2 separate regions of the Capsicum annuum genome follow, and region 1 is linked to region 2. Evidence: chromatin contacts called from public Hi-C data. All regions are on one chromosome and are shown on one strand. The core of a region is the stretch at or near the end of the contact, and the rest is flanking DNA. Distances in the headings are between cores, read along the strand shown. Region 1 holds the start of LOC107863991 (zinc finger CCCH domain-containing protein 32). Region 2 holds the start of LOC107863993 (peptide chain release factor APG3, chloroplastic).

The links. A called contact is a pair of places that touch in the nucleus more often than the background predicts.
Region 1: a Hi-C map of leaf shows a contact between it and region 2, with 4 times the contacts expected there. The contact joins the promoter of LOC107863991 here to the promoter of LOC107863993 in region 2. A contact is called at or near these places in 4 of 5 Hi-C or Micro-C datasets (bud, leaf, pericarp and 1 more).

What each region holds. Positions count from the first base shown.
Region 1 is chr3:32,588,263-32,590,962 of UCD10Xv1.1, forward strand. LOC107863991 (zinc finger CCCH domain-containing protein 32) reads left to right here and starts at 1,369. Exons shown (of 8, transcript XM_016710224.2): 1 at 1,369-1,512; 2 at 1,656-1,779; 3 at 1,944-2,086. The coding sequence starts at 1,695.
Region 2 is chr3:32,435,928-32,438,627 of UCD10Xv1.1, forward strand. It overlaps LOC107863993 (peptide chain release factor APG3, chloroplastic), which reads right to left and starts at 1,435. Exons shown (of 15, transcript XM_016710225.2): 1 at 1,139-1,435; 2 at 494-550. The coding sequence starts at 1,273.

The DNA.
Region 1 (2,700 bases), core at 119-2,618, 150 kb after region 2:
ACGTTTTATACAACAATTATATAATTTGTATACACTTTCTATATATTGTACATATACATATTTGATAGAACTATACAATTTCTATATATATATCTTATATAGATTCATATTCTATTTAATAATTATGTCGTTTTTATATAATTTAATTATTATTTCTAAACAATTAAAAAAACAGAATATTTGATCAATTTAAAAATTTATAGTAAAAAAAAGAATTAAATATTTTAAAAAGGACCTAACTGCCCAAGTTGAATATTGTATTAGTATTATATATAGACTGTATCAGTATCGTATATGGACTGTATATGGACTACGTGGATTAAAATAATCCAAATTGGGAAAGATTAGAAAATGACCATAAAATGACATTTGTTTAACCGACTGGACATTATTTATTCAAATGTCAAACTTGGGCTATAATTGAGCTATTATTTTTTAAAAAGATAGTGTCCTTTTACCAATTTTATACGACGTGACGATTTATTAGATCAACGAAAATTCTACAGGCCAAAGTACTCTAGCCCAATTAATTTAATTAATAACCTAAATAGGCAGCTAGTAGTAGGACATTTACTAGCTTCATTAATTATTTTATTTCGTTGTTTAAGTAAAATAAAGTTTTTTTAACACGTGTACCAGTTCAAAATTTAGAATAATTACCTGAAAAGAAAAAGACAAGAATGTGAAGGACATCATAGTAATTTCGAATTCCAAGGAAACAAGTGTCGGTTGCTATAGTATTTCCATGAATTGGTTTGAGGAAAAAATGTTGCTATTTGATTATTATTAAGATGTGCATTTTTTAGGATACGTTCATGGCTAGAATTGTACTAATTTCTTATTATGTTTTTTGTATTTTTGCTTGTACAAGAATGCAAATTTGTTGATAAGTAATTGTTAAATCATTCCTACTTAAAATAATGAACAATCTTCAATCATAAATTTAGTAATTTTTTAATTCTAATATCTAACCTGATAAGTTTAAGAGTCTGTTTGAATTGACTTATGTTTTTTCACTTATAAACAAAAAATCATAAGTTAAGATGTATTTGTTTTATTTTACTCAAACACTATAAAAGTATTTAAAATTAGTTTAGCTTAAAAACACTTAAAATAAGTCAATTTGAGAACTTTTATTTTACTCAAATGCTATAAAAATAATTAAAAACTATTTTGACTTTAAAACACTTAAAATGAGTCAATCAACGTAGCTTCTAAGATTACAAGATTTAAATAACTGCACATATTTTTAAAAGATGAAAAAAAATTCAATAATATCCCTTTATTTTTAATTTGATTAATTAAACTAAGCTACATGACATAAAAATACTTAATAATAAATTAAGTTGACAAAGAAGTGCGGAAATTCGGAGCATGCACACTGTACGGACAGTAGTGTGTTTTGTATAAACGAAACCTTAGTGACACCAAAAGACTGTTTCTCTCTAATCACACTTGGCATTTTCTCTTTGGTGTCTCGTACCCTCTTTCTCCCATCTTATTGCATATACTGTATGTAACTAAACATTAATGTCTCTACATAGCAGTACTCTCTCTTTTCTATTTCCACTTTCCCTTACTTCCTCATTCTTTTTTTTTTTCTTTCTTTTGTCCTTTTATTTTTGTTTTGTTTTGATCCTATGAATATTGTGTAGAAGAAGAAGAAGAAGAAAACCTAGAAATCACCAAGAAAAATGGAGCTGTACGGACGGTCTACAGGGAGTAACGGGTCACAATCCGATCATCAATCTGAATGGGTTGCAGTGGAGCCTGAAACGGGTCTTGATGCTGTTTATTATTATTGTTATTTTTGAATTTAAGAGCTTGTTCTATTTTTTCTTTTCATTTTTACATTATATGTAATGTGGGTTTTATTTTGTTTTTTCTAGGGTTTTTGGTGGTGTTGATGTTTATTATTATTATTATTTTTTGTAATAATGTAGGATCAATGCAGAAGTTGGGGTTATTTGGAAGGGAAATTTACCCAGAAAGGCCTGGTGTACCTGACTGTTCGTATTATATGAGAACTGGGTCCTGTGGATACGGTGCAAATTGTCGCTTTAATCATCCTAGCGATCGCACCTATGTAAGTTCCTTTTTTTTATACCGGCTCGACTAATCTGGATTCACGTTCTGGAACTATCGGGTTTAGGTGGTTTATGTTAAAGCTACTTCATTTTACACTGGCCTGACTAATCTAGATTCACGCTGTGGAAAGTACACTATCAGGGGTTAGGTGGTTCATGTTAAGCTGTTTCCTTTTAGGCTGTCCCTATTAATCTGGATTTACACGATAGCAAGTACGCTATTGGAGGTTAGGTGGCTCATGTTAAGCTAATTCCTTTTTATAATGACCCATTAATCTGGATTCATGCCGTAGAAAAGTACATTATAAGTGGTTCATTTAAAGCTAATTCCTTTTTATAATGGCCTGACTAATTTGGATTCACGTTGTTGAAGAGTACACTATCAGGGGTTAGGTGGTTCATGTTAAGCTAATTCCTTTTACATTGGCCTGATTGATAGAAAAGTCCAATATGAAGGGTTTGGTGGTTGATGTTAAGCTAGTTGTTCCCCTTTCTTGTATATGTATTGATGGATGATTTGTCAGGTTGATAGTGTTTTGTCATGGTTTCTTCATTTCAATTTTCTTTTTCTGTACTGCTTTGGACTGTTTTTTCCCTTGAGCCGAGGGTCTAT
Region 2 (2,700 bases), core at 185-2,684:
ACTTTTGCATGTATTTTCATTTGTTTATTAGATAATTAAGTTATATGTCATCTCATTTATAACTGTATGCATCAACCTCAAGTAAAAAAATGCCTGAGGTTTTATTAGCTTATTGAGGCGAATGCATAGAAATGACATATTTTATGAGGTTAATTTAACAACCTAATAGACGAATGAGAACACAAGCGAAAGATTTTCAAAACTTGAACTGAAAATATCTAGTTAAACATTTTATTAGGAGTTAAGGTGTTCAGTTGAAACATAGACTTAGTTCGAGTGTTTAAGTGGAATATCCTAACAACTTTAAGGAGCTGGTTATGTATTAAACCTTTAAACAAATGTTAGGTTTATCCTGTAAACCTATTGATCCTTTTAAGGAAAACTAATTTTCACTTTGCAAATCCAGAAGGAGAGTAAACAGAACTGAAAATTCAAAATGAAAATAATAAATTCTTCGAAGTTCAAAAAGCATAGGAATCAATAAGATGCTTACCGACAATTCTTTCCATGTTTTCTCAGCTGATTCAAGTTTTGTAATCAGATAAGGTTCCTGCAATATACCACAATCAGCATTAAAAATGATTACAATTTACATCACAAAACCTCAAAACTGCAATTTTCAATTGCAGTATGATTATTCACTAAAAATGAATTCCAAAATTTACATCCATTAGCATACATGTATTACTGATAACAAAAATATAGAAAATATTCTTTTATTTTTTGTTCTTCGTTTTGACTTTCATTCTACATTAACAATATAGCCCGTGTAGTCCCACGAGTGAGGTCTGATGAGGGTGGGTAGCATATACGTCAGCTTTACCCCTACCTTGGGTGACGGAGAGACTATCTCGACTTTTGGCTTAATTTTACCTTTTTAGCTTAAATATAAGTGCTTAAAAACACTTTTTTGTTTTACTCAGACACTTGAAAGTGTTTAAAAGCTATTTTGACTTAAAAAACATTCAAAATAGTAAAGCATACTTAAGAAAGAAGTGACCAAAACAATACAATAGGATAAAACGAATTGCAAGGGATAATATATAGTTTGTATATTGTCTTCATTCTAATTATTTGCTCTATCGCTGTATTGATTTTGTGGGTTAAAATAGATAGGTATTCGTAAAATAGTACGGACCGCCATGCAGATGATTCTTCTTCGGTTGGAGGGAGGTAGAATGAAAGCTGATCGTCCTCCACAACGTCGTCGTATTGAAGAGGCGGTGGAGATTCCGGCGACGGCGAAGCCTGTATTAGCTAGAGTAGTATTCATGGTGTGTTGGAACACTTTGGCGCTGTGTAAGATTGAATGGATAACAGAGTTCCTTGGAGAGAAACCCGGGAATATAGCGTAGAGGAAATGGATATTTGGACCTGCACAGACTTATAGGAGACAAAGGGAGTCCAGTAGCCCACAGCCCAAGTATTGATTGTGGACATGACTCAGTAGCTTTAAGAAAAACTACCTAAAAACTACAACCAAAATTTCTATTCGTGAAAATTATCTTATATATACTTATTAAATTATTCATTGCAAGTTACATGTAATATTCTTAAAAATTTTATCATTTTATTTTTGATCTTTGAATTGTATTTAGGGATGTTAAAAGGTAATTTGAGAAGATTTAGGAATTTTCGAAAAGGATTGGGGGCAATTTTGAAACTTCAAGGCAGTGAGCCTCCGCATTATCATCGCGTCACGGAGGTTATCCTCTGCTATATTGGCATAGTACGGAGGATAACCTCTGCGATATTGGCGTGCCACGTCAAGGTGAAAATTCCATGCAGTTTTGTTTTTATTTACTTGGGGTTAGAGGTTTTTGGTATTTTCATCTTTATTCACGACTTTTAAACATATAAGTAGTCTCATTCCTATCCATTTTCAAAGATCAAATCCCCATATTTCACTCTCAAAACACAAAATTTAAGAACATTCAAGAGTTTCACTGTGCATTCATCATGCGGGCTCCAGACTCCAAATTGATTAGAAATTCTCGTGTGTTTCAAGCATGTATCTCTTCTCCAAACTTTAATTTTACATTATGACATTTAATTGATGGATTTTCATGTGATTTAAATTGTGGGTTTGAAATTGGGTTGAGGGGTTTTGGTTGTTATTGATTTAAGAGAAAAGACATTCCTCCCCCCGCGAACTTGTCCTCCCAACTCACTTTAACACTTAAACTTAAGTTCCGTTTATTTGCCCCCTTAACATCTTTAAAGCGTATTAAAATCCCCCCTTAACTGCTTGCGTGTAAACAAGCGTCGTTGGGCGCGTTAAAACTCATTTTTTTTGTCGATCTAATTTCTTTTAAATATTTATTTAAAGAAAAAAATGCATATATTTATATTAAAAAAATACACTAATATTATATTTAAATATAATAAAAAAAATTTAAAATAGACACCTTTTATTCTTTCTTCTCCAAAATATCAACAATACGCAAATTACTCCATTAACAACCTCAAATTCATTCTCCATCAACACTCTTCTTCAATTTTTTTCATTTTCCTCCATTAACACCATCAAAGAACAACCACAAAGACATTAAATTTAAAAAAATTCTCTATTGAACACTTTTTATTCTTTCTTCTCCAAAACATCCACAACACTCAAATTCTTCCATTAACAACCTCAAATTCATTTTTCATCAACACTCTTCTTCAATTTTTTTCATTTTCCTCCATCAACACCATTAA